Linked DNA regions of Zea mays: regions 1 and 3 are each linked to region 2. A link is a contact called in public Hi-C data. All regions are on one chromosome and are shown on one strand. The core of a region is the stretch at or near the end of the contact, and the rest is flanking DNA. Distances in the headings are between cores, read along the strand shown. Region 1 holds the start of LOC100282775. Region 2 overlaps LOC103643407. Region 3 holds the start of LOC100284779.

Evidence for each region. Hi-C and Micro-C count contacts between places; a contact is called where the count stands out from the background.
Region 1: a contact with region 2 is called in a Hi-C map of ear, with 2.3 times the contacts expected there. The contact joins the promoter of LOC100282775 here to the enhancer-like site in region 2. A contact is called at or near these places in 3 of 25 Hi-C or Micro-C datasets (ear, endosperm and tassel).
Region 3: a Hi-C map of tassel shows a contact between it and region 2, with 2.0 times the contacts expected there. The contact joins the promoter of LOC100284779 here to the enhancer-like site in region 2. A contact is called at or near these places in 2 of 25 Hi-C or Micro-C datasets (bundle sheath and tassel).

What each region holds. Positions count from the first base shown.
Region 1 is chr1:232,775,563-232,778,262 of Zm-B73-REFERENCE-NAM-5.0, forward strand. It overlaps LOC100282775, which reads right to left and starts at 1,313. Exons shown (of 2, transcript NM_001155681.2): 1 at 1,184-1,313.
Region 2 is chr1:232,940,545-232,943,244 of Zm-B73-REFERENCE-NAM-5.0, forward strand. LOC103643407 reads right to left here. Exons shown (of 13, transcript XM_008666580.4): 11 at 2,590-2,687; 12 at 2,405-2,486; 13 at 1,582-2,115. The coding sequence ends at 2,032. Among protein-coding and RNA genes, the nearest start is that of LOC103643407, 16 kb to the right of the region's middle. Within about 2 kb of position 1,292, at least 9 of the 20 cell types and tissues checked have an H3K27ac peak or open chromatin away from gene starts, as enhancers often do. A contact at or near this core is called in ear and tassel, where this site is marked.
Region 3 is chr1:233,101,449-233,104,151 of Zm-B73-REFERENCE-NAM-5.0, forward strand. It overlaps LOC100284779, which reads right to left and starts at 1,361. Exons shown (of 3, transcript NM_001157674.2): 1 at 1,216-1,361; 2 at 899-1,104. The coding sequence starts at 1,308.

The DNA of each region.
Region 1 (2,700 bases), core at 63-2,562, 160 kb before region 2:
GGGTTGAGGCTAGCGCGATTGGGAAATTTTTGGGGTGGTTGAGTTCAGCAGAAAAACGAAATACCATCATGGAAGTGTGGTGCTTGACATGTGCGGGCTGTGCAAGAATGCACCAACGTTAAGGCCTTAAGCGAGGTAAGTAAGCACGGAGGCCGTGTTTCAAGCGCAAGCACAGAGGCAATTCCACAAGGCTACCATATCGTCGTCAGGACACGACTAAGGTTCATTTCTTCAGGTATACCCTACCCGCAATCAGAAATAGATGCAGGAACCAACAACCAGGAGGACTACCTGGCAGGCCAGAGATTTGCACTCCATCAGCTGTCCAACTCAAAACCCACATAATCTGCATCGCGGCAACAAGGGCACAGGTGCACCGCCCGACACTTGCAGGTCAAGCAACAGGTTCGAGTGACGAAAAGGTGCCTTCCTACTCTGCATGGACCTGTCATGACCTTAGCCATATGATGGTAATATGAAGAGTTAGTAGGTCGATTTTTTGGGCCTGTGTACTATTTCATGTTAGATTTGGCCTATGTACTGAACCTATATATGTATGTATGTGTGTTGCCTATCAAACATGAACAAACAAATTACTCCTTATCTCTTCTTCCTCCCTTCTCTGCTTGAGGCTGCGCCACCGTGCTCTACCGCCGTGTGTGACACCGGCAAAGCCTTCTAGGTGCCTTCTAGTTACCTCACGGACCGTGCAGGATCAAACCCTAGACATGGAGCAAGCAAGCAGAGCTACCAGCAGCGTGGAGGCAGCAGACGTGCCTAGCCTCGGAAAACCCTAGAAAGAACAGCTCTGATTTTGGTCGCTAACTGAACCGTCCATGTCAAAGTTGCTAATCCATGTTTTTTGTTGCTAATCTATTGAGGAAGAAATCAAACAAAAAGGCTGGAATCAGCCGCACCTGCGCCCGCGGGCCGCCGCACCCCCAACAGCACCCAGGGGCGGGCCCAGTAAAGAACATGGGTGTAACAGCCCGATAATTTTTGCAAAGCAATCGAAGTTAGTAGGCACAATCCATGCATATACAAGATTCAGATCCGAATACTATGTTAGGGTTTGGGGGCACGGCTTCGCACAGCAGGAAGGGAGAAGGGGAGGGCGTAGTAAGTTAGGGTTTCGGCGCACGGCTTCGCACAGCAGGAAGGGGAGACCAAGGGGAGGGCTTACCTGGTGGTGCTCGTCGCCGGAAAAGGGGCCGAAGTAGCGCGGCAGCGACGGCCGGTGCAGTCGTCGGTGGGAGCTGGGTTGCGCGCACGCTTGCGGTGATGATTGATGAAGAAGACAAGGCAGGCTAGGGTCGCAGCATATAGGAGACAGCTACAGCCTACAGGCAGGTCGGGTGGCTAGTGCCTAGTGACAGTTTTTTTTTTTTGAACAGCCCAATGACATTTTTAGTGGGGTGTTTGGTTTTTCGAAGTTTAGTTGTCATCCTTTTAAATATTTGAATATTAATTATAAATATTAAATATAATCTTAATTAGGTTTAATAAGTTTCTCTATTTTTTAGTCTTCATCTTTATAATTAGTTTTATAATTAGATTATATTTAATACATATAATTATTATTTAAACATATGATGTGACAGAGACTAAAATTTAAGACCTGTTTGATTCAATGCTAAAATTCAGCCTCATCACATCAGGTGATTAAATACTAGTTAGAAATATTAAATATAGTCTAATTACAAACTAATTCCACGTATAAGAACTAAACGGTAAGTCGAGTCTATTAACATGATTAGTTTATGATTCATTCATGTGATGCTACAATAAACATTTGCTAATTATAGATTAGTTAGGCTTAATAAATTTGTCTTGTTATTTAGTCGTCGTCTATAATTAGTTTATAATTAGAATATATTTAATATACGTAATTAATATTTAAATATTTAATGTGACGTGAACTAAACTTTACTTAGGAAAATCAAACACTCAGTTAGTCAGACGGAACTAAACACCACCATTTGGTTGGTCTGGTTGGAGATTTGCCAGAAAAGTGTTTTTATCGGACCAAGCAAGTCGGCACCCATTTGGTTGGAGGCCTATGTACATAAAAAGGCTAGTTAATTTTTACTGCTCATAAAACTACTCCCTCCATTCCATTGTCTTATATGTGGTCTACCATATAATTTTAAAACGATTAATTGATAATAAGTTTTAGAATGGTTTAATAGAAAATATCTATAATGTTTGTTTTTTAATTTGTCTCAAAGTCTGTTTAAATCAATTAGAGAGTATGGTTGAGGGCCATTTCTCTTTCAATCTCTCTTTTTGGTGATTGATGCCAACACAAATCAAAATAAATATGAAGTGTAGAAATGTAACTAGTTTGCAATTTTGATAAGAGTGTATAAGTTACTGAAATGAAAGAAGTTCTAAGAACATATGTATGTTTTTGACATAGTTAAAATTTTAGACCACATTTGCCCCACTTAGCTTGATTTTGCAATTCTTCTGATAAAATCTTTTCAAATTCATTTGCAATTGGCCTAATCTATGAGAATCAAAATTTCAAAATCATATCTAATATTTGAAAGATTCTCTCCTTTTTTCAAATGATTTTCCTTTCGCCAAATGAAAGCTCCCCTGAATAAACTTTCCCCTTTGGCATAGACAAGTTTTGCTTCTCTTAGCTCCCATGAATAAACTTTCCCCTTTAGCATAAATAAGTTTTGCTCCTCTTAG
Region 2 (2,700 bases), core at 42-2,541:
GCCATTATTTTTGTTTTTATCATTGTAACAAAAATGAAAGAAGTGCTTTAAGGCAATATTATTTTAAAAAACAATCTTAGTATGATTTCTGTAAATAATAATGAAGTCAGAGCAAAGCCACCTCCGAGAAGCCCTACTAAAAGGGCCTTAGAACTAGCCGCCTTCTATAAGCCCTACTAAAAGGGGCCTTAGAACTAACCGATTTTTAATCCTCTAGCTCATCCTTTGAAAACAAAAAAATATCATCAATGGAGACACAAAATCCATATATGCCCAACACTCAACAAATCACAACTATCATGACCTGACTTTCATTGTCTCCTCAAAACACACATTAATTTACAACAACCTAACATTATCTTTAATCACCAAAACCAAACTAGAGAACTAGATGTTTTCATGGTTATAAAATAAACTGCTTTTTTCTCTTTATCTCCCTTACCAGGTGTTAAACGCAACCCCCCCCCCCCCCTCCACTCATTTGGAAAGTGAACAACCAAAAAACTGGATCCAAAACACTACAGAGGAAAATTTTGAAGAAATAAAAAAATGAGCAGAATAGCTCAACCTATATCAAAGAAAAATTGAAGAAATTTAGAAACGTCGGCGGAATCAATTGTACCCGGAACGAATCCAATCCATCCCATTCCAATCAAATAGCTTCATAGATCTCACATGCAGGAACATGAAACCAGTCGGCATCATCGCCCGCTCCTCCATCGATGTATTCCTATGCGAGCGCGGGAGCGAGTAGCAGACTCGGCTTTAGCGGATGGAGAACATCCGCCACATTCAGGGGACGTCAGTGTCGTCCACTAAGATAGAGGAGGCTTTAGCGCGTGCTGCTTGAGGCGTAGAGTAGTTCTCCATCCACTACATTTATCAAACAAAACACTACAGTTGTTGTTAGAGACAATCTTAAGCCATATTTAAGCCTCCACCGTAGAAACGCCCCACCCCATCTTCATTATCCTTTAGGTGAGAAATGGCTCCAACAACACCCCAAGCCTCACCCGATGTGATGGAGAGTCTGCTCCCCCGTAAATATGGAAACCTCTAATCTCCCTCTACTCTTTAATTATTCTATTTCTTTGTGATATTAATGTTTTTAAGTACCATAACCTAATAACAATGTATATTATAATAGTACGAATAGTCTATGATTTCTCAAACTTCAAAACTGATAAAAAAAATATCAAGTAACTAAATTATAATGTATAGAAAAAGCTAGATAGGGTGAATAGTTGAAGACATCCTGAAGCGATATCTTTTAGTGTGATGTGAGGTGGGCCGTGGCATACCTTACGACCCACCAGTCGACCAAGGCCCAAGAAAAAAACTGATATGTACGTATTTATGAACTTAAATGCTAAATCTATAATTTCATGTACTATTCTTATTTTTATGTGCTGAATTATACACCAAATTATTATGAATTATACTATTTTTTTATGAAAAAATTCTTACGACATACCTCATGAGAAAAATCCTAGCTACGCCACTAAGCCGTGCATTATATAGCACCAAGGAACTGCCTGGAAGATTTGTATACCTTCAGTTACACTATTTATACAACATTCATGTTTTTTGCAACCAGAAGATGCTTCAATATATGGCGCCTCTGTACATAGGGCTACATAGTTGAATTGCACGGCTATTATGTGATATACAATCTTAACTCAGATTTAGGCATGCGGTCACTGATTCCATGTGACACGAGCATACAACCTGAAAGGCAGACAGCCCAGGAACTGAAACAGCACAACTACATTCCCCCTACGGCCTATGTTGTTATTGTACATTCATAATACGGACTATTCCTACGACAATGAAACATGTGATTTCGGGGGATGCGGAGAACAAGAAACTAGGGACAAAAGAAAGAATAAAATCACTGTTAGCTCCCAAAGCCCACTGCAGGCCAGCCTCTGGCATCCATTTGTTGCGCCCTGGCCAGGTGATGAGCAACACCTGTGTGTGCTTCGGCTGCAAAGAGGTCAGCTAATCTGTACAGGGCGCCTCTTCCCACTTCTATGATAGCCGACATCTTTCGATGACTTCAGTCACAGCTGAATGCGTTTCCCTTGTCATCATGTTGAGCTGCAGATGAAATGACTGCAGGAGACCAAGATGGTCAGGTAAATTACGAGCAAAACTAGCTATAAGGTTGTCGCGGGAAGGAAGATCGGGAAAACAACCAAGACATTTTTTAATCTAGAGCAGTCGCATACTATGTAGACGTAGTAAACATGCCAGAAAACGAACAAATATATACAACGTACATAAAGAATAGGGATTAGCATCTATGGACATGACAAATTACTGGCTCCCAGAAAAATGGTAGTTCATGTATCTCTCTCGAACGTTGCTTGAGACAGTACATTCAGAAATTATGGAAACATACCACAAATTTCTCTAGCACTGGTACAAGAACTTTCAAGTTGTTGTCCGGAAGGCAACTAGAAATGGCTCCTCGAACCTTCATACTGTGGCAGCAAACATCAGTTCATAAGCTGACGGCAGTGGGGTGGGGCTCACATTAAAATTATAACTAATTAAGAAAAGATTATGAAATAAGGCACTATGAACCTTTCCGTTGAAAGAAAGGCGAGCACAAGAGCTGCATAGGCCTCCACAATCATCATTTCAGCTTCGCGTTCTCCTTGCAACAGAGATTCTTCATCATCCTGAGAATTAGAA
Region 3 (2,703 bases), core at 111-2,610, 160 kb after region 2:
TTTGATGGTCTTCTTTATTGCCAATGACATAAGCTATGACCTCTTCTCTGTTCTGACCAATTCTGTCCAATCAGACCTAGATTAAAAAAGTGCTAAGAGTTAAAGCTGCTACTAAACAATTTAAGCATTTTAATTTATAATTGAGCAGGCAGCACACTTTGGATTCCACTGGAGCCGACACCACACTACCATTCCAATAATTATGTCTCCAAAACCATGTGCAAATCCACAAAGCAACATGTAAAATACAAATGTTAACGAGCAGATATCCTGGCAGCTACCAGAAAACATTTTTACCTAGAGTTGTCTTTTGTCTACAGAATTCGTTTGTTAACCTTGGTGGCTAGTAAATGTGATGAAACCATGAAAGAACACATGGACCACCTCCAAAATCCAGTGAACTCTGGTGCTCTTGAACTTGAACAAAATGGCTGAATACCTTACTATCTTAGCAGCTTTAACGAGAGAGGGAAAAAAAAAGGACAACCAACTGTTTTTTTCTAATATTATGTTAAGAAAGCCGCTAGGATTGTCAGCATATGTTCCCAAATGCTACTGCTACACCGCGCATGGAACAACCATTTCAGCTTGAACAAATAATTATGATGGGCGACATTGGGCAGCCATTGATCCAACACGCTTTCCTACACAAACAGCTCTTGACTTTATGGTAGCCCAACATGGACAGCTAAGATTCCATTCCAATCGCTAAACTCTCACGACTCTGCTAAAAAAATGAGAACGCAATATGGATCGAGATGCCTCCGGCGGTGGGGCCCGCGCGTCAGCCTGACGCGGGAAGTCAAGGTGGCGACTGGCGAGCTGAGAAAGGGAAGAGTTTGGGGGAGGTCGGGAGGACAGGAGAATATTGGGATCGGCGAGGAAGAATTAGTGGTACCAGGAGGAGATGAAGAGGACGAGCGCGCAGGCCCTGGCGCCGCCGGGCCGCAGCACGGACCCGCAGCAGAAGCAGCGACTGGCGGCGGCGGCCACCGCCTGTCCCACGAACACCAGCGCGAGCGCGGCGCCGCCCAGCGCCGTGGCGGCGTCCGTGCGGTACACGCAGTAGGTCCACTCCTGCCTCTCGTCCGTCTCCAGCCTCGCCTGTGGAACCGGGACGGCAAACAGGGAGAAGAGTGGTGGCGGCGCCCGCGTCAGAGAACGGGAGAAAGAAAAAGCAGGCAGGGAAGAAAGACGGCGGCAGTAGGAATGTACCGAGGGGCGGCTCTGCACCGCGCCGATGGCGAGGCCGAAGGCGACGAGGTCGACGAGCAGGATGGCGGCCAGCACCTTGGTTGAGCCGGCCATTGGGTGCGATCTCCGAAAAGGCGGGGACCGGGCAAGGCGCAAGACTTTGGGTTGGTGATGGTCTTGGATTTCAGACGTGCGGAGCGCGTGTTCTCGCGGATGCTTTCGCAGTTTGGCTTCTTGGCTCGGGGACAAATGCGAAGCAAGAGCTTGTGCGCGTTGAGCCGTTGACTGATATGGTCGCAGCTAGGACTGGGCTCGGTTAATCGAAATTTTTTTGGTTTTTTTTATAGTTCGGTTTTGAATAATGTAAACCAAAATTCTCAATAGAGAAGAGAAAACCGGTCATTCAGTTAGCCACACAATTCGGTTCAGTTTTCGGTTTAACCGAAAAAACCGAGATTTAAAAACAAGGGGCGATCTGTGTCCTGTGGCTGTGACGGTTATAGATGTCCAATAAGCACGAGGCCCGCGAGCCCGGCACGAAGCCCGTTGTTTGGGCCCGGTTCTATGCGGGTCCGGGCCGGCCCGACACGAATAAGCGGGCCGGGCTCGGACAAGAAACTAGGCACGGCGGGCTAGCCCGGCACGGCCCGTTTAGCTCCAAGCCCGTTAAGCCCGCTTTTTTATACTAAAACGTGCTTACCGGCCCGCATAGCCCGCTTTTCGGCCCGCTTTTTTCGTGCTAAACGGGCCGTCCGGCCCGTTTAGGCCCGCTGCGGGCCGGGCTCGGACAAGAAATTAAGACCGCGTGCCTAGACGGCCCGGCCCGGTTTTCTAATCGTGCCTGGCGGGCCGGGCCCAAAACGGGCCGGGCTTCACCGGGCCCGGGACGGACCGGGCCGGGCGGCCCATTTGGACATCTCTAGTGACGGTGTGGCCTGTCACGGTGCCACCTGGGAGGCTGGGACTGGGAGCTGGCCAACTCCTAGCAGACACATCAAACTGGCCAAGTTAGCTCAGTACTCAGCAAAGCATATGAACTTCTTCGGTTCTCACTTTCTTAGTCTCGGCCTCTCGGGTGCTCAGCCCATCAGTCGGCCAACTAAGGTCTTGTTCGGTTAGCTCTCAATCCATGTGGATTGGATGAGTTTAAATTTCAAGAAGTCAAACTCATTCTTAATTTTTTCAATCTCATCAAATTCATGGGTAACGGGATTAACCGAACAAGACCTAATGGGTTAAGGGGGTGTCAGTGGGAAAATCTTCCGACCGGGTGACAGAATGCACCCGCCTTAATCCTAAGATGAGGAGGGGGCCTAAGCGCTTGTCTGTTTGGTGAATTTCGGATAAACACAAGAACACTCGAGGGTTTATAGTGGTTCAGGCCGCTGGAGCGTAATACCCTACATCCACTGTCTGTAAGTTGTATTGAGTGTGTCCCTTGTAACGCTGTGTCCCCTCCCTTTTATAGTTTAAGGGAGGTACATACAAGGATGCTGAGCTCCGACATGC